Regions from separate parts of the Mus musculus genome. Here all the other regions are linked to region 1. A link is a contact called in public HiChIP or PLAC-seq and promoter capture Hi-C data. All regions are on one chromosome and are shown on one strand. Each heading gives the region's core, a stretch centred on a gene start, on an enhancer-like site or on the middle of the called end of the contact. The rest is flanking DNA. Distances are from core to core; before and after follow the strand shown. Region 1 holds the start of Pigk (phosphatidylinositol glycan anchor biosynthesis, class K). Region 2 holds the start of Nexn (nexilin). Region 3 overlaps Miga1 (mitoguardin 1). Region 4 overlaps Zzz3 (zinc finger, ZZ domain containing 3).

Evidence for each region. Promoter capture Hi-C pulls out the DNA fragments that hold promoters and counts their contacts. HiChIP or PLAC-seq counts read pairs in DNA pulled down with a chosen protein or histone mark. Capture Hi-C pulls out chosen DNA fragments and counts their contacts.
Region 2: a contact with region 1 is called in a promoter capture Hi-C map of adipose tissue. The contact joins the promoter of Nexn here to the promoter of Pigk in region 1. A contact is called at or near these places in 22 of 39 promoter capture datasets (the 3T3-L1 cell line, 3T3-L1-derived adipocytes, the C10 cell line and 13 more), 1 of 15 datasets of contacts at CTCF or cohesin (the NIH/3T3 cell line), 7 of 484 Hi-C or Micro-C datasets (3T3-L1-derived adipocytes, the C10 cell line, the HPC-7 cell line and 2 more), 7 of 115 datasets of contacts at active chromatin or transcription factors (the 230-238 cell line, bone marrow-derived macrophages, embryonic hindbrain and 2 more) and 3 of 9 other capture datasets (adipose tissue, liver and macrophages).
Region 3: a promoter capture Hi-C map of stem cell-derived epiblast-like cells shows a contact between it and region 1, with 2.4 times the contacts expected there. The contact joins the enhancer-like site here to the promoter of Pigk in region 1. A contact is called at or near these places in 14 of 39 promoter capture datasets (the 3T3-L1 cell line, the C10 cell line, embryonic stem cells and 8 more), 2 of 115 datasets of contacts at active chromatin or transcription factors (the 230-238 cell line and bone marrow-derived macrophages) and 3 of 9 other capture datasets (adipose tissue, liver and pancreatic islet).
Region 4: an H3K27ac HiChIP or PLAC-seq map of oligodendrocyte precursor cells shows a contact between it and region 1, with 4 times the contacts expected there. The contact joins the enhancer-like site here to the promoter of Pigk in region 1. A contact is called at or near these places in 17 of 39 promoter capture datasets (the 3T3-L1 cell line, 3T3-L1-derived adipocytes, the C10 cell line and 12 more), 1 of 15 datasets of contacts at CTCF or cohesin (the NIH/3T3 cell line), 6 of 484 Hi-C or Micro-C datasets (3T3-L1-derived adipocytes, the HPC-7 cell line, embryonic fibroblasts and 3 more), 8 of 115 datasets of contacts at active chromatin or transcription factors (craniofacial prominence, embryonic basal ganglia, embryonic forebrain and 4 more) and 2 of 9 other capture datasets (adipose tissue and liver).

The regions. Positions count from the first base shown.
Region 1 is chr3:152,710,026-152,717,593 of GRCm38.p6, reverse strand. Pigk (phosphatidylinositol glycan anchor biosynthesis, class K) reads right to left here and starts at 3,494. Exons shown (of 11, transcript NM_025662.5): 1 at 3,367-3,494; 2 at 479-532. The coding sequence starts at 3,459.
Region 2 is chr3:152,262,429-152,269,996 of GRCm38.p6, reverse strand. Nexn (nexilin) reads left to right here and starts at 4,202. Exons shown (of 14, transcript NM_001357206.1): 1 at 4,202-4,284. Gm31999 (a long non-coding RNA gene) reads right to left here and starts at 3,477. Exons shown (of 2, transcript XR_376257.1): 1 at 3,325-3,477; 2 at 2,959-3,236.
Region 3 is chr3:152,304,599-152,312,166 of GRCm38.p6, reverse strand. The region is part of intron 7 of Miga1 (mitoguardin 1); the gene reads left to right. Among named protein-coding and RNA genes, the nearest start is that of Miga1, 32 kb to the left of the region's middle. RefSeq lists an enhancer at 6,317-7,568. Within about 2 kb of position 3,421, at least 129 of the 459 cell types and tissues checked have an H3K27ac peak or open chromatin away from gene starts, as enhancers often do. A contact at or near this core is called in adipose tissue and pancreatic islet, where this site is marked.
Region 4 is chr3:152,414,281-152,421,848 of GRCm38.p6, reverse strand. It overlaps Zzz3 (zinc finger, ZZ domain containing 3), which reads right to left. Exons shown (of 14, transcript NM_001080755.2): 2 at 1,709-1,834. Among named protein-coding and RNA genes, the nearest start is that of Zzz3, 22 kb to the right of the region's middle. Within about 2 kb of position 4,093, at least 10 of the 459 cell types and tissues checked have an H3K27ac peak or open chromatin away from gene starts, as enhancers often do. A contact at or near this core is called in oligodendrocyte precursor cells, where this site is marked.

The DNA.
Region 1 (7,568 bases), core at 2,245-4,744:
AAGGGGGCCAGCAGTTCAAGGCCAGCCTCAGCTGCACAGTGAGTCTGAACCAGCCTGGGCTACACAAGTCCCCTCTTCAGAGAGAGACAAAGTGGGGTGGGGGAGGAAGAGGGAGGGGGGAAAGGGAGAAGAGATAGAGGGAGGGGCAGGGAGTTGGAAAGGGAGAAGAGATGGAGGGAGGGGGAAAGGGAGAAGAGATAGAGGGAGGGGGAGGGAGTTGGAAAGGGAGAAGAGATGGAGGGAGGGGGAAAGGGAGAATAGATAGAGGGAGGGGGAGGGAGGGGAAAGGGAGACAAGATGGAGGGGGAGAGAGGGGGAAAGGGAGAAAAGATAGAGGGGGGAGGGCTTTCTTTTTCTATCAAAATTCTTATTTTAAGGGATAAATTTTATTTTTAAAAATTTAATTCACAATTCACAAAACTGTTTAGATACATATCTAACGTGAGCACCAAGATATATGTTTGAAGAGCATACTTACCAAAACAGCCCAGTTATTTGTGTGTCCACTTCTAAAGAACTGTTCGGCTTGATCCTGTGGGTCAGATAAAGACAAGACCATTCACACATACACACATTTTATGAAAACATACGATTTTCCAGAATTAAAGAGGGGTAAACAACATTTAGGACTCTTGGACCTTTTTATTTGAATTTTTAGATTTACTTATGTGCATACATGCTTTGCCTGTATGTATGTATGTATGTATGTCCACACAGGCCAGAGGAAGGCACTGGACCCTCTGGGACTGGTGTACTAGACAGGTGCTGGGAACCAAACCTGGGTCCTCTGGAAAAGCTTCCTGACCTTAACCACTGAGCCAGCGCTCGCCCCTCGGGGCTTCTCTACACTAGCAATCAAGTTCACTTGTGAAGATGCTGTACTTGGCCTTACGAACAGAATAATCAAACATAAACTAGCAAGTACTTTAGGCTCAGCAGGTAAAGGTGCTTGCTGCCAAGTCTGGGGACCTGGGTTCAATCCCACAGTAGAGAAAACTGACTCCCTTACGCTGTCCTCTGACACCCACAGATACATACAAGGAATTAATGTTGATTAACTAAATGTCAATTAATGTAACCTCTAAAAGATCCTATCTCAGTGCAAAAAGCCCTACCTAATTTAAGGCACTACCTGAGGAGAAGCCCTAACCGAGACAGCTGCACATTAAGCAAAGTAACTTTAACTAGGATGCTTGGCTCCTGGGCCGAAGGTATAAGTTAACGGCAGAGCCTTTGCCTACCAACCATCAGCCCAGACTTTCATCTCTAGTGCAGAGAAGTAAGTAGGGAACTAAGTAAATCCACTTGTCCCCTTCCACACACTCTGAGCAACCCCACCCCAGCGTCATTGACACAACTACACAAGTATGCTGCATGGGTGTCCTTGCTTTAAAACTAGGAAGCATTAAACAAATGCAAGTGAATTACTGAAGTCACATTTTAGTCTTTCTGTATGGAATTTATCTCTTTTAAAAATTAGGTTATCATTTAAAACTGCGGTGCGCGCGCGCACACGCGCGCGCGCACACACACACACACACACACACACACCATCTTCTCTACCATGACTCATGCTCTCACTGTGCTCCTTGTCTTCTTGGGCACCAGTAGTTTATTGTGAACGTTACAATCCCCTCTTCCCACAGCATCTAAGCTCTAACTGGGTTATTGTGAACATTACAATCCCTCTTCCCACAGGAGCTAAGCTCTAACTGGGGCACATTACTAGAGCAGTTGGGACGTCTGAATTCAAACCTGGATCTACCTACCACTCGCTGACTTGAGCATACCTTAGAGCATCTTGGCTTACCTACACCCACCCACCCCCACTCCCCCACCCCCCACCCTTCATCATCTACAGAGCTGGTAGCAGACTCACAATGTAGGAGCAGAGAATGCAACAAAGTGATTGCCTAACAAATGGAGATTTCAGCTGTGTGGCTAGCAGGAAAGTTTCAGAGACAAAAAGTTCCAGGCAAGTGTGAGAATAGACCCACTGCTACAACCACCCTCAGCCCCCAAAACCATTCTAACAGCTGCCCAGACACTGAACAAAGCAGCAAGCAGGGTGCTACTGTGGATAACCCCTGGTTTAGGCATGGGAAGGCCTGAGCTAAAATTGAGCGGTACATGACACTGGGGCAAGTCAGTTTGCACTTTAAGCTTGAATTTCTCCAAAAGAAAATGAGATTTGACCTAAATAATCTCTAGCGTCCTTTCTAGGCTCAAACTTGTTGCTCCATTGAAACTTTACTGAGAACTCTGTAGCAGCAATGTAACGTTAATCAGTCAACATTTAGTTAACGGAGCACCTTCTACGTGCCAAGCACCACGGAATACGGTGATAGGAAAATCACCAAAAGGCATGCAATCTTCTCTCAAGCACATCAGAGTTTAATACAGGTGGACATGTAAATGCACTGCACTACAATGTACAATTACGGATTCACTGTATGCTTAGACATCTATCCTGTCGGGGATGACAGCAGATCACAGTGCGTGCCTTCATCAGAGATTACTGTCCAGTTAAATAGACACACGTTAGCAAAGAACTCACCACACAATATATAAAGACACCAAATGTGGTCTGTAATTGTAACAGGGGAACATGACTTTGTAAGGGAAGGTTTCCCTACAGAAGTGACATTTTGGGCGAATACCCAAAAGATGAAAAGACAATTCCAGACCAAAAAAAAAAAAATTGGGCCAATGGCAAAAGGGTCCCAGTGGTTTGTGAAACTGAAAGCTTAACAAAGCTAGACATTTAAAGAAGGTGTAAGAGATTTCAAGAAGGGGTCCTGAGTGACATGATCAGGTCAGCATTTGAAAAGTTACTCCGTCCTCAGCTCAGAGAACAGACTAAACCAGAACTGCCCCTGCTGAGTTAGGAGACTAGGGCAGCCTCGGTGATAAACTTGGACGAGGTGTTTTTACAGTGTGTGCTGACGCCCGGGCAAGCAGGTCTAAAAAATAATGCTAGAAATCCAAGTCGCGTCGCTGGGGAAATCGCTGGTAACAGCATCGTAAAGAAACCAGACGTCCTGCAGCCTCAGGGAGGAGGAGGTCAGGGCGGAGGAGCAAAACACCAAAGCCATGACAGTCCCCACGCGTGCCCTGCCTGTCACAGGAGCAGAGGACCGGGTCCTCCTCCCTCGTCACCGCTGGCTTCGCACTCTTAACAGGGCGTTCTAAAAGGCTGTGTCCGGTCCCTGTCCTCAGGACGGACGGTCCTGAATCCCACAACACAGCCCGGGGAGGGAAGACGCTGCAGGCGGCTGCCCTCAGGGGCCGTGCGTCCTGCACCTGAGGCGCTCACAGTCACACGGTCCTCCCTGGGGTCGGTCCTCAACAGACACCGATGCCTACCTCGATGTGTCCAGCGGCAGAGCTGCCGAGAGACAAGAGCGCCAAGGCGGCCAGGGTAGCCACCCGCAGAGTGAGGAAGCAGGGGGCCGCCATGTTTGCCGGCTTCTCACGCCCCGAAGAGCAAAGGGGCGGGGCGAGTGCCGTAAAGCAGCGCTGCCGCTGCCGTGCACGGGGGGGTGTGGTTTGGTTTGTTCTTCCCATGGTAGTGGCCTTGAGTTGTTTTAGTTTTTGTTTTGTTTTGTTGCTTCATTTTGTTGTTTTGTTTTGTTTGCCACCGCATACACCTTCCTCCATTCAGGTTCTGGAGTGGCCGGGGCAACCTAATTGGAGAATTACTTACTCAGCTATGTTTCTAGGTTTGTTTTGTAAAATAGACACAATATTTAAGGAGGAAATTTTAAAAAGATAATTTGGGGATCCACAATATTTGATGTTTCCCTTTGGTGTGGTGCTATCAGTTAGTTGGCTATGTGGTCCAAGATTTCTAAATCTTAAAGGACGACAAAATGGAAATATGATCACTGGGGTTTAATGACTGCCAACCTACAGGGGAAAAAAAATGGGTTCAGTGAAGGATGTTGCTTCAAGAGATCAAGTCAGAAAGAGGTGGCACCCAACACCTGCTTCTGGCTTCCATAAGTGGGCCTGTAAACACACACACACACACACACACACACGTACACACACGTACACACACGTACACACAGACACCATACAGAAGGGAAAAAATATACAGTATTTCTGGTCATTCTGTTTTCTAATTTTGAAAAAAATTTTTGTTGTAACACTATTACTCATCCATTTTAATTATTCTTTGAATATTTCTTTTAATTTTTTTTGAGACAAGGTCTCATTATGAAGCCCTGCCTGACCTAAAGCTACCTTGAACTCACAGAGAGACCTGCCTACCACTGTCTCCCACGTGCTGACATTAAAAGCACGTGCTACCATGGCCAGTTTTGCTTGAAAGTGTTTTGTGTCCTTTTTGTTTCACACACACACACACACAAAACAACTTTAGTTTTTGGATTTTATGTAACGTGTATGGATATTTTTCCTACATATATGCCTAAGCACAATGTGTGTGCATTGCCTGCAGAGGTCAGAAGTGGACATCAGATCCTCTGGAACCAGAGATGGTTGTTAAATCACCACGTGGGTTCTGAAAACTAAACCCAGGACCTTTGCAAGAGCAGCCAGTACTCTTAACCACTGAGCTATCTCTTCACTCCCCACAAAAGCCCTTTTTTTTTAATTGGATATTTTATTTACATTTTTAATGTTATCCTCTTTCCATGTTTCCCCTCTGGAAACCCTCTATCCCATCACCCCTCCCACTGCTTCTACTACAACAGACTGACCTACACTGACAGCATTTCCCTACACTGAGTCATCTAGCCTTCACAGGACCAAGGGCCTCGTCTCCCACTGATGCCCAACAAAATTATCCTCTGCTGCATATGCAGCTGGAGCCATGGGTCGCTCCATGTGCACTCTTTGATTGGTGGTTTAGTCCCTGGGAGCTTTGGGGGGTCTGGTTGGTTGATATTGTTGTTCTTCCTACAGGTTGCAAACCCCTTCAGCTCCTTCAGTCCTTTCTCTAACTCCTCCATTGGGGTCCCCATGATGAGTCCAATGGTTGGCTGCAAACACCCACCTCTGTATTTGTCAGGCTCTGGCAGTGCCTCTCAGGAGACAGTTATATCAGGCTCCTGTCAACAAGCACTTCTTGGCATCCACAGTAGTGTCTGGGTTTGGTGACTGTATATGAGATGGATCCACAGTAACCCTCCAAAATCTCTGAGGAGAAACCTGCTCAGCAGGTTCTTCTTGAAATTCATGTAAATGAAGCATTCCCAGGCTTACCCCCCCACCAATAACATTTACCCACCTTGTAAGTCCCCACACACTCCCCAAGATCTATACAGCCCCGTATAAAGTTGAACTGTCTCACTGAAGTTGATCCCAGAAGTCAATGCATTGGTATTCTTAGCTTTCTGAACCCTGGTCCCCCACTTCTGCTCCCTTTTTCCACGAGGGCCAGTGGCGAACAGCCTCCAAGGAGAAGAGAAAGTCACAGTGAAGCTGAGGACAAACAGAAAAGCTGTCAGGACAAACACAGCAACCTGTGTGCACACTCCAGAGCAGAAAGAAGTTTAGATTAACAGAGGAATGGTGAGGGTTACATTGGACTTGCAGTTCAGAGAACACAATACAGGCTGTTATGAAGGAGGCTATCTTGGTAAGTAGATGTCCCCTGTCCTTGGGGCTTTGAGGGTTCAGGGATGAGTTTTGATGTGTATCCTACGGGCCTGAAAAGCTTCAGAGTGGGGTGATCATACCAGTCCCATTCAGGAGAATGTGCTGAATAGAGAGCATTTGGAAAACTGCTACGACAGTCAACCGTGGCTTAGAGCAGTGTTAAGAGTTTAGGAAAAACGTATGGATACTTCATTCCTCCTTAGAACAGGGAACAAAATACCCATGAAGGGAGTTACAGAGACAAAGTTTGGAGCTAAGACAAAAGGATGGACCATCCAGAGACTACCCCACCCGGGGATCCATCCCATAATCAGCCACCAAACCCAGACACTATTGCATATGCCAGAAAGATTTTGCTGAAGGGACCCTGATATAGCTGTCTCATATGAGGCTATGCCAGTGCCTGGCAAATACAGAAGTGGATGCTCACAGTCATCTATAGGATGGAACACAGGTGCCCCAATGGAGAAGCTAGAGAGAGCACCCAAGGAGCTGAAGGGGTCTGCAACCCTATAGGTGAAACAACAATATGAACTAACCAGTACCCCCCGCCCCCAGCTCTGTCTCTAGCTGCATATGTAACAGAAGATGGACTAGTCAGCCATCATTGGGAAGAGAGGCCCCTTGGTATTACAAACTTTATATGCCCCAGTACAGGGGAATGCCAGGGCCAAGAAGTGGGAGTAGGTGGGTAGGGGAGCAGGGCAGGGGAGGGTATAGGGAACTTTCGGGATAACATTTGAAATGTAAATAAAGAAAATATCTGATAAAAAAAAAAAAAAGAAAAAAAAAGAGTTTAGGAAAAATGACAAAAAGCAAGAGGGGCTTTGAAGTAAGTAGCAACCAAAAGAACATAGTGATGACTTATATCTTGGAAGAAGAGACAGATCACTTCTAGAAAAGCACACCTGAGTACATTCATTTGTATGTATGCAATTGTATGTGTGTGTGTGCAAGAAGTACATGTGCACATGTATGCATTTGTGTATGGAGACCAGAGGACAACCTCGGTGTCATTCCTCAGGAGCCTCCTTGTTTTGTGAGACAGGGTCTCTCATTGGCTTGAAGCTCAATGATTTAGGGAGGCTGACTGGTGAGCCCCAGCAGCCTGTAACCCACACATTGAGACTGCAAGCATGCCACCACACTTGGCTTTTTTATGTAGGTTCCGGGGACTAAGCTTGGATCAAGAGAAGACCAGCTATTCAAAAGACCTTTTGGATATCTACTCTATCCCAATGAATACATCATACTACCATTCTTTCAAGCACAGAGACCACATGAAGTAGAGTGGGTAAAGTCTGGGGTAAATGTTTACCTGAAGCAACTTGGAAGACAAATGCACATACATCTATTAAAAATACTTTTGTGACTACCACATAAATGTTAGAAAATAATGTGTGTGGAAAAGATGAGTTTAATCTGGGCCAATCACAATCTCTGAGATTCCTCCAATGTGCTTTGCACCCTATAGTTTAATTGCCACAGGAAAATTTATTTGCTATGACAACCAAAGTCCAAAGTATTTGGCTAAATCATGTCATATCTAACAGCTAACATATTTCTTTGAGCAGGGTTAAATTTACTAAAGGGAAATTGTATGAATAGAATAAGATGCGAACAGAAAAGGATAATTAAAGCAGACCTGGGTTCCAGTGCATCTGCACCAGTTTCAGTCTAATTTTGATACTGTGTCACCTTCAGCTCCATTTGGCTTGACTTGAAATGCCTTTCTTCCATCTGTTCAGTGAACTGATAACAACAATGTTTTGTTGTTCTGCCACAGTCCACTTCCACCTATGACCTGCTAATTAGCTGCAGACTGGCCTCTAGTGCCAAAGGAGAGCAACTGCCCTTCAGTGTCTCCTGTTTGAAAACCTTGTGCTGCTATTAAAATGCCATCATGACCTGGACATAAAGTCATGTCAAACTCTTTAGCA
Region 2 (7,568 bases), core at 2,953-5,452, 450 kb after region 1:
CCTAGAAATACAAGGAACCGTGACTGGAGACTCTTCCCTTGCTTTGTGTTTGTACCTGCTATATTACAGTTGTACTCTAAGTCTTGATGGCAAATAGTTATAAGCTATTTGCCTTTATTGATTCATTCCAAAGCTTTAACATTGCTTCTGTGTGAATTGTGAGTTTGTCTAATTTGAAAGAAGGCTGAAGGTACAGCTCAGTGGTCGAGTGCTCACTCAGTACACGTGAGGTCCAGAGTTTGAATCCCAGGACCGTAAAATACAACTAAAACAGGTTGGGAACAGACGTAGTTGATTCAGGATAAATACAGCAGGAATTCATATACATATTTGCAAATCTTGAGTTTGATTTAGATTTTAAAACTTAACCTATCTTGATTCCCACCAGCTGTCGGCTGCCGGAAGTATTCCCAAACAAAAGAGTTCTCCCTGCTTTGAAGGTCAGAAACCTGTCTCCGAAGCCGGGTGTGGTGGCGCACGCCTTTAATCCCAAGCACTCGGGAGGCAGAGGCAGGCAGATTTCTGAGTTCGAGACCAGCCTGGTCTACAGAGTGAGTTCCAGGACAGCCAGGGCTATACAGAGAAACCCTGTCTTGAAAATTGAAAAACTAAAAAAAGAAAGAAAGAAAGAAAGAAAGAAAGAAAGAAAGAAAGAAAGAAAGAAAGAAAGAAACCTAAAGCCTGCTAGTTCTGTCTGAGAAGAAGCTAAGCAGCCCCACTCACTCCCTTTCCGTCAGCAAATGCCGTGGCCTGTCATCTTGGTTCTGCAGAGCCCTCTTCCTCTGTCTCCTGTCTCCTCCCTCACCGCGCTTGTCTATGTGCAGCACTTGAGCTAAGTCAAAGGAACTGCAATCAGCACATAGCGTGCCACTACTCTGTCCAAGATCCCCTCGTGGCTCCCTGTCTTAGAGTGGGATCAGAATCCCTAGGTGCCCACCAGAACTTCGGCATGCCAGCTCCTGCCCACCTTGCTGCCATTATTTTACCAGTCATGTCTTAGGCTTCACCCACACGAGCCTCCTTATTTTTCCTAGCACTTGTTAGATAGGATCCTTCTGTGGAGCAGTTCTTTCCCAGATATTCACATCTTAAACTCTTTACATAGCTCTCTGCCTCCTGGGGTGGAGATAGGGCTTGTTTCATTCATGTAAACTGTGTGAGGGTGCTGAGTCCTCTGTGGTGATAAACCGTAGTAGAACCTTTAAGCCCTTTCAGCGAGAGGCTGCTAGGGCTGAGGAGAGAATTCAGTCAGAAAAGTGCCTGCCTTGCCATCATGAGGACCCAAGATCAGCTCTCATTACCTAGTGTACAGATGTCAGGCATGGCAGTGCTCACTTGGGGAGGAGGAGGCAGGACATCCCTGTAGCTGGCTGCTCAGCCTGACTAACTGAGCTCCAGGCCTGTCAGAGACTCAAGAAGGTGGATGCTCTTCCTAAGCAAATAGTACCTGAAGTGTTCTCTGGCCTCCACATGTACACACGTGCATCCACATGCATTTCAATACATGCATGCACACCACACATGCAAAACAAAGAGGCACTGGCATCCACAGTGGTCATTAGCGGCCCCTCCTACACCATGCCTTCCCATCTCTATATGTGATCTCTCCCACAAATTCTGTGCTAACGGGTGCCACCTGAACCAATGTCCACATCGTGCTCAAGCCAGTCCCACCACCACGTTCTAGAATAATGAGCGAAGTAAGCCGCAGGTAACTGTGGAGTTACTCGGCCTCAGGCGGCTGTTACAGTAAGAGAAGTACTAATGCGCTGCCTCCTGTTGAAGCCCGGGCTGTCCTTGAGACTCGCAGGAGACTGGCCATCGAGAGACACAGCCTAATTCCCAGGTGCGCTTCTATCCTCCTTCATCGGGAGTCTGTGTTCCTTGAGAGCATGAGTGCCTGCCGTCACCGCAGTCGGATGTCTGTGACTGGTCATGTTGAATGGATGATGGAATACTGGGAACAGGCAGCCTTTCTGTGCTCCGTGTCACAGTCATCCTTTCTGCGGCTGGAAGACTCTCACAACGGAAGGGACAACGGCTTTACTGAGCTCAGTTCCAGGTCACAGTCCATCATTTTGGGTTACTCATAGCCACATTCACGGTCAAAAGCAGAGAAAGATAGGGGACCAGATGTGGTGACCCAGAGTTAATCACAGCCAAGGCCAGCCTGGACTACATACCCAGCTCCAGGCCAGCTAAGGTGCCATAGCGAGACCCTGACTTTAAAGAAAAGGCAGAGTGAGTGAATGCATGTGTGTTTACCCACAGCCTCCTCCTCTTCCACACAGTCCAGGACTCAGAGCCAGGACAGAACAGAGCCCACCTGAAGGTGCGTCTCGCCACCTAACGTAACCCAATTAAGAGACAGGTGGACTGTATCACACATTCCCTCATTGAGTCTCTTCCCAGCGGTTCTCAACCTTCCTAGTGCTGTGTCTTTTTAATACCCTCATGTCGTGACTCCCCAAAATAAAACTATTTTCATTGCTGTTTCATAGCTGCAATTCTGCTCCTGTTATGAATTATAATGCAAATGGTCTTATGTGACCCGCAGATTGAGAATGTTCTAACATGTTCACCTGACAATTACACTACCGGAGGCACAGCGGGATGCTCTCCGTGTTTATGGAGAAAATGGACAGTTTTGCACGATTTGATGAGGCTATTGGGTAGAAATACAAATCTCATCCTTTAAAAATCAGAATAAAGAGCTGGAGAGATGGCTCAGCGGTTAAGAGCACCGATTGCTCTTCCAGAGGTCCTGAGTTCAGTTCCCAGCAACCATATCATATGGTGGCTCACAACCATCTGTAATGAGATCCGATTCCCTCTTCTAGTGTGTCTGAAGGTAGCTACAGTGTACTCATAAAATGAATAAATTAATAAATCTTTTAAAAAGTGGGCCTAGTGAGGAGCTACCCTCAGAAGGGTAATTAGCTCTCATGGGTCTCCAAATAGTTTTTTTTTTTTAATCAGAATAAAGATACAATTATAAGTGCACGGTGAGGAAAAGACTCCTCGAGCCTTGCAGTAGACATGGAGAGCGCTGGGAGGGGCTTCCGGGAGAGGAGCGGTTCAAACGGAGGGGTCCTGTAGGGAGCTTGTATGGGGCTGTGGACATTCCCATGAACGGAACAGGTGAAGGCACCGAATCGTGGAAGGGACGAGCCGGCCTCCAGACCTCCTATTGACATTTACCTCCTGGTGATAGTGAGGGCTGGGATGGCAAACCACTATATTCAAGAGCAATAACATCACCTGAGCTTTGGTCTGTCTGCTGATGGAATCAGAAGTGGTTTCCTTTGTCCCTGGGTCACCTACCTCGGTGCCTCTCATTTTTCTTTTCTTTGGGGATTTCCGAGAGATGGCCTATTGAAGCCCGGGCTGTCCTCAGACTCTCTATAGTGAAGACTAGCTTTGGAACTCTGCTCGTGCCGTCCCCTCCTAAGTGCTGGGGCCCCCCTCTCTGTCCCCCGCCCCCCACCCCGCACTGGCTAACTTGTTTCACTAATGCTGTTTTTGTTGTGTGGCTCTGGGAGGTGACCCCGGGGCCTTGTTTTGTGACACAAACATGCTCCTCATAGAGCTATGGCTCCTCGGTTTGGTTGGTTGCTGTTGATGGAGTGAAGCGGGGCCTCTCTTTATCCAAAGAGGCCTCAGCTGGGCTTGCCTCTCACACTCCAGTGTAGTTTTCCTGGCAGGCTTGTGCCTAACACTCACGTCGTGCTTTTAGATGATGTGAGAGCGCAGATTTGTATTGCCTTCAGCTAAGGAAAGGTGAGCCGTTGAGTTAAGAGCAGGCTCTTATCCCGTTCCCTTGAGCGTCTTTTCCAGTCACCTCTCCTCGAGGTTAAAGAGGAGCGGCAGACAGACTCAGCGTTTTCACACTGTCGCCCCATTCCTTCCGAAGGAAAGGGGAAGCTGGCCAGAAGTCAGGGAGTTTTATGGGCTACTAGGGCAGGTAGAGAATCTGAGGGAAGCGGGCCGGCAGGTTGCCAGGAGGCAGCCTGCGGTGGCAGCCAGCGCCCCTCTTCTTTCTGGGTGACTCTCCACCCTCTGCTGCGCGGCGGTGGGGGTGGGGACTGGCCTGGTCCGGGAACAGCTGCAGCGGGCGCTGGGCCCGTCTGGAATGCGGGAGCCGCTGCACCAGGACTTTTATGGAAACTTGCTGCTGGCGCGCGGCGGCCAGCGGGCTCGGGCGGCGGGAGCGGCGGGGGCAGCGCGCAGAGCCCGACACGCAGCGCGGAGCGGGAGGAGCGGCGCCCGGGCGGCGGCAGGCGGGTAGGAGGGCTGGGCTGGGCTGGGCTGGGCGGACGCGGCGGGGCTCCGGGCCCTCCTGGTGGCCTGCGCTCGGCCAGACCATCCTGGGCTGCGGGGGTTGGGGGTCCCTCGCCGGGCCGGGCGCTTCTGCTCCACCTGCATCTGGGCGGCTGAGTTTGGGGGAGAGTGTTTCCATGAGCCGAATGTGTGTACGCTCTCCGCCGGGGACCCCTAGGGTCCGAGCGGGCGAGTTCACTGTGGCACCCAACACGTGCCCACTGCGGACTCCGCCAGCTGTGGCTGAGATTTTAAAGAAATTGCGGATGGGTCCGTGGAAGCGGGGAAATTAAGGATTTATTAGGCTGCCATGCCCGGCCTCCAAATTGTTCCCCAGTGCCAAGACAGGGATACACTTGGAGGTTGAGCAGCTAGCTCTAAAAGTCAGAGTAAAGGCATCATATGTGAGATGTTCAAGAGTAATATATACATATATGTTTATATACACATATACATAACACATACATACAGGTCTCTCTCTTTGTGTGTGTGTCTGAATGAAGAAGGAGCAAATTGAGAGATTAGGTGATTGCTCAGTGGCTTGAGATAAGCGTTTTATTTTTAAGGCCACAATGTGGACAAGGAGTTGAGCATAGATAACGTGGTAAAAATAGCACATGGCATGCCCTCACAAAGTGACTACCCTTGGAAAAAGACAGACAGGCAGAGAAAAGAAGCCCCACGAAGAAATCACCTTTCTGACCGGGGCGTCATTCATCAACCAACTTTTGTATAGGAGCCGCGCGGCCCATTGCACGAGTCTCAGAAGTATGTTCCCGGTATTGTGAAACGAAGTTTTTAGACTGTCTTGGTCACACGATAGTGTGTGAACTACATAAAATTTCCCCCAATATTATTCATTTATATGTTGAACTGCCACTGTAAGAAAATCCAAATTGCATGTTTTTGTTTTTTTGTTTTGTTTGTTTTGCGTTTGGGTGTGTTTGTATGGGGAAAGTGCATAATTAACTGAAGGAAAGTCTTTTGTTTGTGCGTGGGGGCGGAGGTGGTAATATAAACAGATTTCATGCTGTGTAGTTGGTGCCTGCTAGGCAAGCTCTCTTGCTTCTAAGTTCTTTCCTTATCTATTTTACTAGGTTTTCCAGGCGAGCCTTGAACTCGGTAGTGCCGGCAGGCAGGACTGTGACCGTCCCAGCCTCCAGCGCAGTTGGAATTACAGGCCAGCACCCTGAGGCCCAGCTCAGCACTGTCCTTTGCCTGGTGCTTCTGAGGGCTCGTTTAAGGAAAGCCGTGTACAATTTTGTATTTTACCTGCAGCATTTGACTTGGAGAGCACAATGCAAAAGTGCGACACAATTATTTTAAATCTACTTTTCCTTCTTGCAGCTTTTGATGCAATTCAGTTTTAATAGATTTCCAGCTTACCTTAAAATGGAATCTGTGCTATTTTAGAAATTTTTGACATGTAAGGCTGATCATTGTCAAAATGTATGTCATTGTGAGAAGACTATATTTAGCATCAGGCAAGGAATGTACTATCTGGGTTTTGGAGAGGACTTTGCCCTGAAATCTCACTTGAAGCTTTAGATTGGGGCTTCATTTGTGAAAAGCATGGCAACTATGTGTGTACATTGTAGAGAGTAACTACATGCAGAGAGAGTTTGAGGCCAGCCTGGTCTACATAGCTCGTTTCAGGATAGCCAGTGTATATAATAGAGACATAATAGATTTAGTTTGCTTAGAAAGCAAGTGCCTGAACTGACGGGCTCCATTTGTGGGGAGAAAGCTCTATTATCTTGAAAACCCCAAAAGAATAAAAAGTATTTAAAAACTCTATCAGTTATGCATGCCTATGAGAATACAGTCAATGGCTGTCAAACCGTGGGCACGTGGGACCAAAGCCTGAGTGTATAGAAGTCTCTGGGTGTCTTCATTGTGGAGCCAGAGCATCTTGGTTTCCTGTATCAGTCAGAGGAAAATGACTTCACCCACTAACAATCGCATGTTTCTCTTCTTACTTGACCAATCTGGTCCACATCACTTGTATACTTTCTGTCCTGGTCTTTCTCCTGTTTTTATAATTACATTTGAAGTTGTTACTTTTTTTTCTTCTTTTTTCTTTGTTTTTTTCAAGACAGGGTTTCTCTGTATAGCCCTGGCTGTCCTGAAATTCATTTTGTAGACCAGGCTGGCCTCGAACTCAGAAATCAAGCCTGCCTCTGCCTCCCAAATACTGGGATTAAAGGCATGTGCCACCACCATCCGGCATTACTTTTTAAGATATTCACTGTGTAGTGAGGCTTATTTTGTGGTAGTGTATTTTTTTTGTGTGTGTGTACATTTTGACTCCATGTATGTGTGTGCACTGTGTGCCTACAGTGTCCACACAGGCCAGGAGAAGGAGTCAAAACCCCTGGAACTGATCCTCTACAAAAGTCGTAAGTGCTCTTGACTGCTTTAGCCCTTCAGTATACATTTTGGTAATGGTGTTATCGTAGGCATGGAAATCAGTGCCTTGTACATCCATGGCTTGTTACCAGGTTGGTGCCTGTGGCAGTGTGCTTTCTACACTCTAGAATGGGTGGATTTAAACTGAGAAATGTTCGTTATATATCATGATTTGTATCATAAAATTCACCCACACACAGTTGAAAGCAATGAGGGAAGCTGGGTATAGTGGTGTATTTGATCCCAGCACTCGAGGCAGAAGCAGGATCTCTGAGTTCGAGGTCAGCCTGGTCTGCCCAGTAATTCCAGGACAGCCAGAGAGACAGAATAGAGATTTCCTCAAAAACAAAACAAACAACAAAAATCCTTCTTAGGTAGTGTTATGGGAGTGGGAAGAGGAAGTCACTATAAATGGACTGACGTGTGTCAGCTTGTTGCCTAGAGAAGGAAGACAGCCATGAACTGATAAACAAATGGAATGATCTTAACTATGAAACTTAGACAGCACGGGGAGAGATTTTTTAAGAGAAAGGACTTCCAGAACCTCTTGTCCTTGTCTCACTTATTTTTAGGAGTGATTCTTGTGACTCTAGAGCTTGCCCATTGTCTCAGCTTTGTCATAGTCCTCCGAGAGGAAAGCCTAGATTAGATTGGCCTGTGGCAATGTCTGTGGGTAATTATCTTATTGTTGATGCAGGAGGGTCCAGCCCACTGCAGGCAGCAGCATCCCTAAGCAGGTGGTCCTGGGCTCTATAAAAAGCCAGCGAAGCGTAAGCCCTCCCTGAGGGTCTGTGACCTGGGTGGGTAAGTCAATTTCATCCCTTCATTCCCAAGTTGCT
Region 3 (7,568 bases), core at 2,172-4,671, 410 kb after region 1:
CTCAGGTTTGTGGGAACCCCCAGCAAGGGTTCAGAGTCCTGTGTCCCAGAACAAGGGACAGAGACATGGCTAGTGCATGCTGTTACTATGACTAGAAAACAATACAGGACCGAGTGCAAGCACACCATCAGGGAGGCGTTGAGTGGACAGCAGCAGACGATGGAGAAAGGCATGGGGGTTTCGTGCCGTGTGGTGGAGACTGGAGGCTGTTTGCATAGCCTGGGCTTGCTCCGAAATGCACTGTCTATTACATGTAATCCTGTGTACAGCTTCATATATCACATGTCTTGTTAGCGTTTTAAATCTCTACCTAGGTGTCTGAGTTAGGGTTTTACTGCTGTGAACTGACACCGTGACCAAGGCAAGTCTTATAAGGACAACATTTAATTGGAGCTGGCTTACAGGTTCAGAGGTTCAGCCCATCGTCATCAAGGATGAGGATCTTAAAGCCCACACTCACAGTGACACACCTACTCCAACAGGGCCACACCTTGTAGTAGTGCCACTCCCTGGGCCTAGCATGACACTAAAGGTGGAGATGGACCTTCCCTCATAATCAACCTAGGACCCCCCTCCTGTTTCCCTGCTAATGTGGTAATTTTAAGAAATGGGAAATATCCTAGCTTTTGAAACACTGTGTGCAATGAAGGAGGAATCATTACAATTTTGCCTCTCCTTTAGATTTAAAATATCATATGAAATGGAAGAGGTTGAACAAAACGTGATACACATGAAGACAAGTTAAGGACGAGAGAGGGATACGTATCTCCTAATGAAATTTTATATGCATATCACAGAAACCTATCCCTTAATCCAGGGGACTCTTTTTCTCTCTCTCTCTCTCTCTCTCTCTCTCTCTCTCTCTCTCTCTCTCTCTCTCTCTCTCTCTCTCTGTTAAGACTGTCCATTTCCTAACTCAGGAAGTATTGCTATTTTTTCCACCACCTTTTAGATATTAGCTAAAATGCTAAATCTCTCTATATGATACTCTGGACATATTCTCTCTTCTCCCTCCCTCCCTCTCTCCCTCCCTCTCTCCCTCCTTCCCTCAGATTCCTTCTCCTGACACAGCTGCTCACAGACTTCCAACTCAGGACACATGCCTGCTCTCCTTGTATTTCTCTCCCCATTGCTGGGCATTCCAGCCTGCCTGCCTTGTTCTCTCATATTCATATGCTAGCAAAACTGACCCACCCCTCCTTCCTTCCCTCCTTCCTTCCTTCCTTCCTTCCTTCCTTCCTTCCTTCCTTTCTCTCTCTCTTCCTTTCTTCCTTTCTTTCTTTCTTCCTTCCTTTCTCTCTCTCTCTCTCTCTCTCTCCCTCTCTCTCTCTCTCTCTCTTTCTTTCTTTCTTTCTTTCTTTCTTAAGAATTTAGTGGCTCACACATTAACTGGTTCATTTCTCCTGGCTCTTGAATGGTATCAATGTTTTTAAACTTCTTTCTTTATAAGCTGCACTAATTGGACAATGTGGTGAGGCTTCCTATAACTTCCTCTTGGAGTGGAGGTTGGAAGAGAGAAAATTCCTCCTAGCCTTACCTATGCAACTCTTGGACCCCTGACTCCGAGTCTAGACCAGGAAAGTAAGTTCAGGTTGTGCGCAGCAGTGATGAGCTTGCAAGTCCTGGAATGCAACCAGAGCTGTGACTAGTTAGTTGTAGTTACGTCGAGTTTCCTGGCTGCTTAGTGAGGATCCAGTTCTCAGTGTTAGCCACTCTACACTGCTCACAGGGAGAAGCAACTTAAAATCCAAGCAGAGAGAGTGCTTTGTAAAACAAACTTCAGTTTGGATCCCTAGCGCCGATGTAGAAGCCAGATGGGTTGACATGGGCCTGTAATGTCACCTCTGGAGTGGGGGAGAAAAGCAGACCCTGAACCTCATTGGTTGGCCTTCCTAGCTGAATTTTGGAATTTCAGATTCAGTGAGAGACCCTGACTCAAAAAATAAAGTGCCCTCAACAGGATACGCAGACGGCTTTCTGTAAGGCTCAAGGAGCACTACAGCAGAGAGAGGAAATTAAATGCTGCTCTCAGGGCAGGACAGACCTTCCCCAGTATCTCACAGCATCTGTGCTTGTTTGCAATGGGCCTGTAGGAGACTGGGCCACTCAGTCACCAATCATGGGTGGGGACAGGTGGCAAGTGCTTGAGGGTCCCTCTTTTATTCTGCTGAACTGTGGGCAACTGATTGATTCTGCGTAAGGGACAGTTACTGTGTTCCAATGTATGCCAAATGGTGAGTTCACAGGCTTCAAACATGCCCACACAGATAGTCCTGATTAAAATCAGTGGATCATAAAACTAAAAAAGGGGGTGGGGCGTGCATGTGGAAGGGGACCTGTGGGATGAGGGGAGACAAAAGCAGTCAGATGCACTAGATATGTGCATGACATTGTCAAAGAACAGATGGAGTGGATAATAATCAAAAATAGAGAGTGACTTCCAAAGATACCTGCCCCAACCTTCAGCCTCCACATCTAAGCTTCTCTCTATATATTCATGCACCACTCATGCAAACACACACTTAGGAACACACACGCCCATGCACGCGCGCGCACACACACACACACACACACACACACACACACACTTCCCCCCCACTTCTCTGCTTAATGAAGGCAATGCAGCAGAATATTTATGTTGGCCTCTTTAATCCTGTGATAAGAAAGTAGTTTTGCATTTGGCAAGAGGGGAGGAGGGCGCTCTCCTCCAGGGCACTCCTTCTCTTTGGTTCCTCTCCCTGCTTGATGCCAGCATTTGCAAGGCGGGGTAGGAAGCCCAAAGCCAAAGGCCAGTCTGGACTTAGGGAAACCGTGTCAGAAGACACAACCAAGGAAGCCTGCTTGCTGCCTTCACACAGAATGGATCCCTGCGCTAGACCTGAGAGAGGGAAGCTTTGGCTTGAGACTGTGAAACTAGTATTTCAGGATTTAGCAGATGATTTCTACATGCATCTGAATAGATAGATAAGAAGGTGGCTTTCAGGCTTTCTGATCTGTGCTGGACATGGTGACACACTTTTAATACAGCACTCGGGAGACAGAGGGAGGTAGATCTCTGTGAGCTTGAGACCAGCCTGGTTGGCTACATAGCCAGTGAGAGCTACAAGTAAACCTGTCTCAAAAACCAGACAGTTTGCTGCCTACCAGGATGGCTTGCTGCCAAGCCTGACACTTGAGTTCAGTCCCTGGGACCCACATACTATACAGAGAGAATTGAACGCCCACAAGTTGTCTTCTGACCCCAAGTGCACAAATGCATAATCCATAAATGAAATAAGAAAAGTAAACAGATAAAGCGTGTATTGAGCTGTTTCCTGTGCACCGTTTGTGTTATGTGATTCAGATGAGTAAGTCCAGGGCAGGCCTTCAACAGCATGAAATCTGAGTAACCAGCTAGGCCTTCCTCATAGCAAACAATTGGAGCGCAATGCAGTGCGTTCGTACTACTGACTCAGAGCCAGAGCTTCCTGCCCAGCAGAGCCTTAGCTTCCCGCCCTGCCTCTTCTTTCTGTACCTTGTAACTGGAGCCTGCCTGTTTAACAGCCTAAGATAAAGAGCTTGAAAGTAAACAGATCTGGTTTAGGACGTTTGGGGCGTGAGTCAACTCTTGGCTTATCTGCCTCTATTCCTGAGGATTTGTGGAGTTCATTTACAGATCAAATACCACAGCTGTCAAGTGATAGATATGAAGTAGTAGTATCCTACACAATTAGTTTTTCTTAATAAATAAATAACCTTATAAGCTTTTAAAATAGCAAAAATAGATGGTAGATTCAAAAATACTATTTTATTCTCTCTATATGTATATATGCTAAGCATGACAGTTTTCATATACATGAAATATACAATAAAAGTATATCTTACAATAAATAGAAATTTTTATTATCTTTATTATTTTGTTATCTTTCATATATTTTGATAGAAGGTACTTTTTAGCTGGTCCCAGATACTGTGATTGGTAGAATATGGAATCTAAAACCTGACACCAAGGGATGATGGTCACTTTAGCAAGGGCCTTTTGCTACTGTCCTGCACATAGGCCTGTGTCAAACGCCTGACACACTGGGTCTGTGTCAGTTCCAGCTTTGGCAGTGTGTTGTGTGTTTAGAGCAGGAGTTTTCGTTGTTCAGTGGTTTAGTTTTAGGAAGTGGCATGGGTCGTGGGCTTTAGTTGTATCTTTGTCTCTAACTATTCAGACTGAGAATCAATATTCAGGATAAGCATTGGCCTCTGTTTTCATTTGTGGTGCTAGGAATCCAGTGCAGTGCCTTGTGTGCTACACAGTGCTCTAGCCTTGAGACATCCAGCCCGACGTTTCCTTGTCTTTGATTGGTCAGGGTGCTTGTGTAGGACCCAGCTGCTGGATTTCAGAGCAGTTTAACATAAAGGTGATTTGCAAGATAGGGGGCTTTGGAGGCGCTGTGGAATGGATAGGGCTTACACGAATAGAGTTCTAGCTCATTAACCTATAATTTCCTTTTTAAATTAATTAGGCTTTACATTTTATATGCTTATTTTCTTATAAAAATATGTATTGCAATATCAGTATTAGAAGCAACTCTAGAGCCATGAGTGTGATTAGTGTTTGTGGGGGTTTTTGTTTTTGTTTTGATGGAAAAGATTTTGAGATTCTTTTACATTGATGTATAGGAACAAATACCTTGTTTTAGGCCTTACAAACAAACCAGGAATGTTTTCATGTCAATGGCTTGCTATAATATGGGTATACTTTAGGGATTAGGCCCCCACATGATCCGTTGTTTGAACAGAATAAACAAGGATCTTAGACTTGGAATATCTATTCAGAAAAACTGATTTTCTTTTGTGGTTTTGTTATTTTTGTTTGTTTGTTTGTTTTAAGATGGACGCCTCACTGCATAGCATATACTGGCCTTAAAGTCAGTATCTGAGCTGGCTGATGGCTCAGTGGGTTAAAAGCACAGGCCAGTCTACCTGAGATCCCTAGAGCTCACATGGTGGAGGACGAAAACTGAACCCCACAAGTTGTCCTCTGACTTCCACTCACACTCTGTGGCATATGTGCCTGTATACATACATACATACATACATACATACATACATACATACATACATATATACACACATACATACAATAAATGAAAAAGCATGTCTTCTGTATGTTGGCATTACAGGAGCATACCAGCACACATAGCCCAAGTGTAATTTCTTTGTGTATAGAAAACATGGCAAAAGGTGTCAGGGGGAGAAAAATGAAGCTCTTGCTACAGTTGTGGTCATCTGTAGTCTGGTGTTTAACAGCCGTTGCAGGTTAAGCAGTGCAGCGTAGCCTAGCCCATGTGTATACGTGCTGTGGGAACACTGAAGAAAAGCTTGTGAGTGTTCTTTGGACACTTACAGGAGGCTTCATAGAAGGAATAACCTGAAAACACACAGTAGGCCTGCCAGGAAGATCACAGACAGAGCATCTCGAGCAGAGAGTGCCATGGAATCAAGCTACAGAAGACACATGCATAGCATAACAGTACACATAGCAGTAAACCTAGAAGGGAGGGCAGAGAAGTCACGCAAGAACTTTGTTTCTTTAAGCAAAAATGAGCCACAGAAAAGTATTTAGATGTCAAGTGAGATGCATGTGTTGTAGGAGATTAGGGAAGGGTGGCTGGTGCACATGATGTCAGTGTTCTTTCCTGGAGCTCCTTTCTATAGACCTGCTTGTGTCTCTTGGGGTTTTGTATTTTGCTTTGAGTCAATGAGAGTTCCTCTAAGGGGACTCTCTGGCAGACAGAGAACAAGAAAAACTGTGAAAAAGCACCTGCTATCCAGGGGAGAGACATTTCTCAGGTTTGGTAAGTAGCCAGATAGAACATCCAGAGACCCTGAGTAAGCTTGGCTGTGAGCAGAAGTCCCTCAGCCTCTCCTCTCAGCCAGCATCCCAGACTTGGTGCTGTGAGACTGGTCTCCTCTTCTGCAGAGTCACTGTCACAGGAGAGTAGCCTCGCTGGGGCTGTTTTTGGGGAGTGAGCTGAACTGCAGGCTTAAGTAATGCCCTCAGGTCTCTAAATAGACAGGGTACGAGTTACACAGCAGCTGAGAGATGTGCAAGGTGATTCCGCTCCAGTATGAACCCTCGCAATTTTCATTTCAGAGGGTATACTAACACCACAAGATGCAGCTGAGCTGGCCTCATTTCTGCAGCTCAAGACAGGTTCAGTGCTGGCCAATACAGTACAGTGCTGAGGGCTCCAGGGACAGAGGGACCTGATGTTTGCCTTTGCTGAGATTTATCTGTGGAGGACTTACTCAGCCATGTAAGGCCTTTGTGGTATTAGGGAAAGGCCTACAGTCAGCTCCCTCCAGGAAGAAGTTGACCTGATATTTGGACTAGTTTTCTGCCCTCATTTGTCCTTTAACCAGGGCCTTTGTAGCATATAGACCAGTTGTACCTACTAGGTTGTTATCGCTATAACTCTTTTTTTTTTTAAGATTTTATTTGTTTTATGTATATGATTACAGCGTATCTGTCTTCAGACACACCAGAAAAGGGCATCAGATCTCATTACAGAAGGTTGTGAGCCACAATGTGGTTGCTGGGAATTGAACTCAGGACCTCAGGAAGAAGAGTCAGTGCTCTTAACCGCCTTACCATCTCCCCAGCCCTGTGACGATAGCTCTTTAACTGCAAACTCATTCTTAGTTCTATCTTATTTCAGTCGTTTGATGACAGAAGAGGAGGTAAGGCTGCTGCCTAGGTGTGGATGCCCTGGCGTTCCTGTGCCTCTTGCTTTGTATTGGCAGCTGTATTCCCCAGTTAGGAGGCCCGGTTGTCTGTTTTGCCGTCACGATGGGTGAGTGTTTTGATAAACAGGCAAAAGCAGACACAACTGTTGAGCAGTCTGCTTTGTACTGTGCCACCGTGCCAAGATGCTTCTGCACATGTGTCATGGTCTCTGTAAGCAAAGCTGGAGCGGTCAGCACATCCAGAATTGATGAGCCTTTTGGGTCTCAGTGCTTCCTTACTTAGCTTAGCAGGACAGAAAATAGCCCATTGAACGGCTAGTTCAAAATTTAGTCTTTCCCTTGTGAGATTGTTTTTGATTTTTAAGTTTAATGTTGTTCTTTCTTTCAAACTATATATTTTAGTATCCTAAAACCTGGGGGGTGGGTGGCGGGGTACAGGGTTACAATATGGGTAGAGAATTGTCACACAAGAAGGGATGAGTGTCGTGACAGACTGGCCTGGCCTCACAGTGAGCTGTGGCAGCCAGGGCTACATAGTAAGATCCTCTCTCAAGACAAACAACAAACCCTGAAACACACACAAAACCTTCCAAAAAAAGAGCCACAGTGGTTCTCTAGACTGTTGATAAATTGAACAACTGAAGACTACAAAACACTTGTTGGCAGCTGGGACTTTCTTATCTTCAATAAAGACGCGGAAAGCACAAGGTTTCAGGTTGTAGTTAAGCTGTGAAAATGTGTGTAGATACTAGCCAGCAGCAGTCAGGTGACAGTGAGACAGTACACAGGCTCCCTTTTCAGACTGGTGTCACAGGGCCTACGTGGACAGCGTGGGGTTATAAAAGAGG
Region 4 (7,568 bases), core at 2,844-5,343, 300 kb after region 1:
CTGAAATGAACTGTGTAGACAAAACTGGCCTCAAACTCAGAGACCTTTCTGCCTCTGCCTCCCAAGTACTGGGATTATAGGCATGTGCCACCACCCCTGGCCATACAGATTATCAACAAGAAGAAAAAAGCAAGAGTTTTCTGAGTTAAATACTCCGTCTGCTATTCTTGGCATATCATATTTAACTGCAGGTTTACCAGTATGCTATGGTGTCTTTTTCAGAGACTATGCTCCAGCTAATTAGGTTATTAGGAGTACTCATCTGCAAATAACAGTACTAGAAAAAAAGGCAAGCAGGTGTTTACACCTCATCTTGCCACTTTAACTATTTAACCAGGTACTTTTTAATAGATACTATTTTAACTGAAGTATTCTAATTAAGGACTGATACCATTATCAAACCTTGTAAATCAGGGTTCTAGCTGCAAAAATGAAGAGATTACTGTTGAAGGTGATGTACTGGTCTATGTAATTATAGCCAACAGAATCTTTCAGTATTATAATTATTCAGTACCTGTTATACTTATTTAATGTACATAATAAGCTCTTCATTACTGTGAATGCTATATTTTGTTGGTTTATGTTTGTCTGGTTTGGTGGGGGGCGGGGGGGTGGGGGGTGGGCGGAATGACATTATCTCACTATGTAGCCCAGGCTAACCAAACTCACAGAAACCCACTTGCCTCTGACTCCTGAGTGCTGGGATTAATGATGTGAGCCAGCATACCCAGTTTTTTGAAATAGGGTTTCCAGAAGCTCAGACAGCCCGTATGTTGCTGAACTCGATTAAAGAGTCCCAAGCACTGGGGTCACAAGTATACACACAGAATCATGCCTGTTTTGTTGTTTTGTTGGTGGTGGTTTTCAAACAGGGTCTCTCTACATAGCTCTGTTTCTCCTGAAATTCACTATGTAGACTTGGCTAGCCCCTAACTCCCAAAAGTTAACTTCACAGCTTCGCTGTGCTGGAATTAAAGGCATGCACCATGCCCAGAGCTTCTGTTATATTTAAAGTAGATTCTATTTTTTCTTCTCAAACCTGCATTCTCATTCTAATACCCTACAGAACTGTACATACACTTATTACAGGGGTATACATATTTACCCCTGAAAGTCCTTATTAATTTTCCTATTTACATTAATTAAAAAAAATTAAGTAGGAAGAAATTGCTTCTCAGAGATCAGGTCTATGATCTACCAACTACAAATGGAACCTCTTCTTTTAAGTCTTTAGAAAACCTGCCTAAATTCCATCATTGTTTAAAGCTCTAAATTAACATGATGAAGGGGTACACAGGGAAAACAGGGTCCTACAGAGAGTAAGCTGACTTGAAAACTCAGCCTCAGACGGATCCAACCAATAACTTCTCTGCCTTCCCCAGAAGTCCATCCCAAAGCAAAGCAGGACATGCTCTAGAACGTGGTGCCACCGTGGTAGCAGGCAGAGGCTCTGTGAATACACGGGACAGCACTAAAATTCTGCCCACAGTGCTGTACACTTCTCAGAAGGGTTCATTCTTAGAAGGAAAGCATCACCCACTGTATTTGCCAATTAAGAGTATCTCTTACCGCTAATTTCACAAAAGAACCAGTACTTAAAGCTGAGTTCTACTAGTATTTTGACAGGCTTCACTGGACAGATTTCTTACAAACCAGCCAATTACTTCTGCCTCGCCCGGCCTTAGAGCGCGCCACACTCTTTCCTTACCTGTTGAAGTGTTGGACTAGGACTTCACTCCCAAGCATCTGTATTTATCTGTCATCACTGTTACTGTCCATGTCACACTGAGACTTCAGGAATTATTTATACAGATGTACTAGCACAACTTGTTATCTGTGAAGGGAAATCAAAATACGGTCACTATGGTACTGTTTACAGATTTGTGGGTAACAAAAATAAGATACACATAGCACATTTCATTCTCCTGAGTTTCATAACTTATTTTATGACATAACGTGTAACCATGGTACACATTATCTTCAACAGAGTGAGGTGATTTTTAACATGCTCACATGTATGAGAGACACTACCCATGAACACATATTCTCTATTTAAATTTTCTGCAAAGCAGACAGCCTTAGATTGAAGATGTGTCTCATTTACGAAGGTCTACAATCAGATACTAACAAGAAAGAAAGCAGGTTTTGGTGTTTCATGATACTGTTAAGGATCAATATGATTTTAGCAAGATGGCTGAGCAAGTTAAAAATAAATAAAAAAAGGAAAAAGTGAAGTGATGGGGTCTGGAAAATGGCTCTGTTGGTAATGTTTACCACACAGAGGACTTATTTCAGATCTGTTCTGGAGAATTTTGGTTTCTTTAGAAACCCCATCATATTATGTAATTGTGTGGTTTGTTTGTTTTTGTTTTATTTAATCCCGGGTGTGGGACGTAAGGCTGCTTCACAGCAGGTGACTGATTTTTTGCCTCATGCACTAGCGGGGGCATGATTTTTGCCAGCTGCAGATAGCTTAATTCTGGGGTCTTTAAAATGGCAGCGATCCGAGAGGGCCTGGAGACTGCTGCTCACTCTACTGCTCCTGGCTGTTGTTTGACAAGAAGTAGGCCTTGCCCCAAGGAACTCAATACCCCTACTTAGCAGGAAGGAGCTTAAGGAGGACTATGGCCCCTTTCCCTCTAACCTTCTTTCTTTCCTACCTAGTGGGGGCCGGGGGCGGGGGGGTGAGGGGTGGAAGAGATTAGGAATGAATAAGGTTTGAAGAGAGGTAGAAGTACAAGAACCCAATAAAGTATACCAAAAAAGGAAACATACACATATCCCCAGGGTTACAGGTCTGTAATCCTAAAGCTGGAAGGAGACAGGGAGATTAACATGTCTTGATGGTCTGCAAGTCTAACAAATTGGCAAGGCTCCAGGTTCAGTGAGTGACTCTACCTCAAAAAATAAGGTTGAAAAACAATTGAAGACACCTAATGCTGACACATACAGAAATGTGGAGGGGGTGGCATATCATGAGTTCTTTAAACATAACCTTAAAATTCTTGATAGGAGTTATACAGGACCTATTCAAACTTGGTATTGTTCAGGCCAATAGTAAAGTGCTTATTCACCGAGCATAAGATCCCAGGTCTGATCTCTAGCATTACACACATATGCAAACACAGCAAACACGCATGTCTGACAAATTATTCTTTTACAGTGATCTTACCATAGACTATAAAGGTCTAATCTATTAGAATAAGCAGAAAATTAATGACTCAAACTAAAGTGAAGCTGGGTGTATATTAGCTCCTGAATAGAGTAACTGCAACACTCAGGAGTCTAATTACATACGTAAATCCTGTCATCCTGGACATAGTGAAATCTTGTCTCAAAGTAACAAAGGGCTGAGGAGATGTGAGGGGCCCTGAGGCCACACCCCACCTCTCAAACACAGCTGTGCAAACATTTCTTAAAAATAAAGTTCTTAATGCTGGGTAGTGGTGGTGTATGCTTTAATCCCAGCATTCAGGAGGCAGAGGCAGGCGGATTTATGAGTTGGAGGCCAGCCTGGTCTACAAAGTGAGTTCCAGAACAGCCAGGGCTACACAGAGAAACCCTGTCTCGGAAAAAAACAAACAAACAAACAAACAAACAAACAAAAACCCCCAACTGTAGTTGCTACTCACGTAACTAAGAGATACGTCCCTGTGATCAGAACACCTTACTTAGGTCACCAGGTTCAGCTGTGAGCGCCTTGAGTTGCTTTTGCTTATGAGACAAAGGGATTACTTGAATCCTGGCAAATATTGCATTTCAACAGCAAAGCCTTAAATCATTCCACTCACTTTAACGTGTGACTTAATGCTTATCTCATATATATCATAGAAAGATGCCACAATGTCTGCCCAATTCCTACATAATAGTAAAGTAAAAAGCTACATAGAAAAACGTAGGTAACTATATACCTATATGGTGGATAAAAGAACCAAGTGTAGTGGCACGCCCCTGTCATCTTAGCACTATGGCAAAGATGAGAAGTTCAAGGTCATCCAGCTATAGCTATATATACTCTGAGCTCCATGAGGTCTTGTCTTTCAAACAAGAGAAAATAATTTCCTAAAACACAAGGTAATTCAACTGATCCAAACGCTCAGACCAACTCTGAGATGCTCTTTGTTTATTCACATGCGCGCGCACACACAGGCACACACACACAATTGCTAGATTACCTTCAGAAGCAGAGAAAATACTTTTGAGTTATAACAAATACAACATTTTCATTTGAATTCTCTTATTTTAGTAACTATATCTTCTAGGTGCTTAAAAACAGCTATTTGTTTCCTAAAGGCACAAAATAGAAACAAGCCTTATTTTATTCGATCCTTGCTACAAAGCTTTGGTTGTTTTTCTGTACTAATAAAATTCATGGGCTATTCAAGCATTCAACAGCAAATCTGAAAACTAATCTTCATTGCAAAGAATTCTCTTCTCTGCTACTTGCCACTGAACACTAGACTACTGTGCTCATTGGATTATAGGACCTCAGATTCATGACACATGCAAGCCCTTCAGAAAGACTACAGCAATTTTCCCTACAAAATATCAGCTCTGGTCACAAAGCAAGGGAATAAGCACAAATACTATTAAAAATTAATTATAAAATCCAGCCTCAACTAACCTGAGTTGCAAGATCCTACAATATTTTGTATTATTAAAGGCTTGGTGGGGAAAAAAATCAAATAAAATGCCATACAATAGACTCATTTTTAATACATAATTTTTAAAGTCTATTGTAAAAAGCATTAAAATAATGATCAAAGATATAAGTACTTTTCCTAGGCATGCTTTCATAGTTACTTCCTATTTTTAAAAAAAAAATAAGAAAATTACTATTTGGTATAAAGCATGACAAAAACCAAAAACATAAACAAACAAACAAACCCCTATTCTCCCAGTCCCCTGGAATGTTCAAAGGCACAAGGTAAGGCCTTCTACAGGTCCAGAAATATGGCGAGAGAGAGAGAGAGAGAGAGAGAGAGAGAGAGAGAGAGACAGACAGAGAGAGACAGAGAGAAAACGAACAGATTTGGTAGCAAATAAATGGATGTTTGATTTTCTGTCACTGGCAGTCACTTTGCCTACATTCATGTCTTCATCTGTAAAACTGGACATCTCATTTGCCTCTACCTCAGAGAACTACTGTGAAGTCCAGAGAGATTTTACCAGTGGAGTACTTTTGTATATCTGCTACTGGAATGACGGCCATTACTTTACATTAGCTTCTTCTAAAACTTTATAGTGTTCATAAACGTCTAACTAAGCATGTGTTATAAGACTTTCTAAACTACATTTATAGAAATTCATGAAAGAAAGGAAACAACAAGTCTTAATTTTATCAAATACTTAGGGGATTCAGACATAAAAAGTCACAATCCATCCTTTTAAAAATCTCTACACTACTACCTTCTTCCTCCTATATAGGTCTCAAATTGTTTCCCACTTCTGTAATACAGTCACCCAAGACCATTTTCATCTATATGCCTTCAACATCTATCATGTGGTGGTTAGTGTTAACTGTGAATTTCATCAATTCTAGAATCATCTGGGAGGTAGGTCTGAGATGTCTGTGGAGGTCAGTCATAGTGTTAAATGAAATGAGAAGATCTGCCTCTGCAGATGGAGCACAGCTTGGCTGTGTTAGAGTAGAGAAAGCAAGCTGAGCAACAGCATACATGCATTCACTGCTCTCTGAGTGACTGGAGACAACATGTCTGCTTCCAACTCCCAATGCCTTAACATCCCCCCTATGATGGATTTCTAACCTAGAATTGTGAGCTAAAATCAACCATTTCTCCCCTAAAGTCGCTTTAGTCAGAGCCTTTTATCAAAGCAACAGGAAAATTAAGACAACTGCTTTAAATCTTGTCCCTTTTTAAACGTAGTCTACAAAAAATAAAACATGAAATACATATTTGTCTACTTCACTCTCCTAAAACTGTATGGAAATTTATTTTATTGTATTATGTATATGTGTAAGTGTCAGTATGGGTACGATACAAGCATGTGATTTCAGGTACCCATGTAGACCAGAAGTTTGAGAGTTCCTTAACACTGGAGTTATCTCAAAAAAAAAAAAAAAAAAAAAAAAAAACAAAATAAACAAAACAAAACAAAACAAAACCCTTCTGAGCCAAGTCTCTTCCAAGGACTTTTTTTACTCACCTCTGGTCAGAGTAAATAGAGTAAAAATTGGCTGCTGCCTGAAACTAAATTTCCTATTTAAATTGGTTAAATAAACTAAAAATCTGATTTTTAAAAAGTATGGAAATTATTTTAAACTTTATAAACAAGACAGATACTGAAGGACAGTGGTCAGTAAACATAACTGACAATGCCTACATGTGCCCTGACCCTTGTTGGAGCAGGCAGTGACAGCAAGTACAGTGGCTTTCCAGAGTTAAGAGCATTAGCAGAGTTTGGGGAGGTTGTGCTAGCTGGAGCCCCCAAAATGAAGCACCAGAGCAGATAACAATGCCAAATGGGGAACAAGAGTGTAGAAAATCTACTAAGGTATATTCTTTCCACCTTGGCCTGAGAATAGTGCTAATCAGAACCTTCCCTGTGGAAGGCCTCATCTATTAAAAGTTCTTCTTGGGGCAAGGCATGCGCACAGAATGAACACTTTCCCGTGCCACTTCAAAGGCTGGACAGGCAAGGAGGGAGGGAGAAGACTGAGACTTCATCTGTGCATTAAGTCCACTCTTCCCCAAATTCCACTCCACACTTTTACATGAAGAGTTGGACATGAAAGTCAGACCCAAGTTATGATCTTTACATCTGGATCACAAACAGCAGTATTCTCCTCTTCTGTCCCTTTGTGGCAGAAAATGGTACACATCAAGTATTGAAACTAACTTGGACTAAGAGAAAAGTAAAATACCAGAGTTGGGCAGGCAGTGAGAGACGGCAATATTCTCAACTTGAGAGTACTACAACCTTAATTTTTAAGCTTCTGGAAGCCCTACATTTTTTTCACCTTTGGAATAAAGATTAGTCTTCTAAGCATACTTATAAAACATACTAAGAAAATGAACAAACCAGATCATGAATATTAATGTCCCCTCTTAAATCCATCTCATTTTCTGCCATTTCTACTTCCTAAAAGTAACTACTAGACATTTAACATCAAATTGGTTTTTGTCAAATTTTGAATTTTACATAAGGTTATGTATCACAAATATCAACATATTTCAATAGGGATAGAAACTGTACTTGGCTTTTCCATCTCTACCTAATTCCAGTCTAAATCTCTCCAGTAGTTAACTGTCAGTTTGCTTCTGTTACTGTAATAAAATATCCTGACAAAATAAACTGGGAGGAGGGGTGTGGAGAGGGGAGAGGTTTACTTTAATTCCTAATCCCAGGTTGCAGTCCATCACAGTGGCAGAAGTAAGAGGAACGAGAAATAGCTCGTCAGATCCAGCCACAAGCGGAGAGAGAATGAATACATGGATGCTTGGTTATGTCAACTCAATTTCTCTACTCATACAGCTCAGGATCCCCTACCTAGGGGTCCTTTCCAACAGATTTGCTTACAAGACAACTCACCCCCACCCCACCCC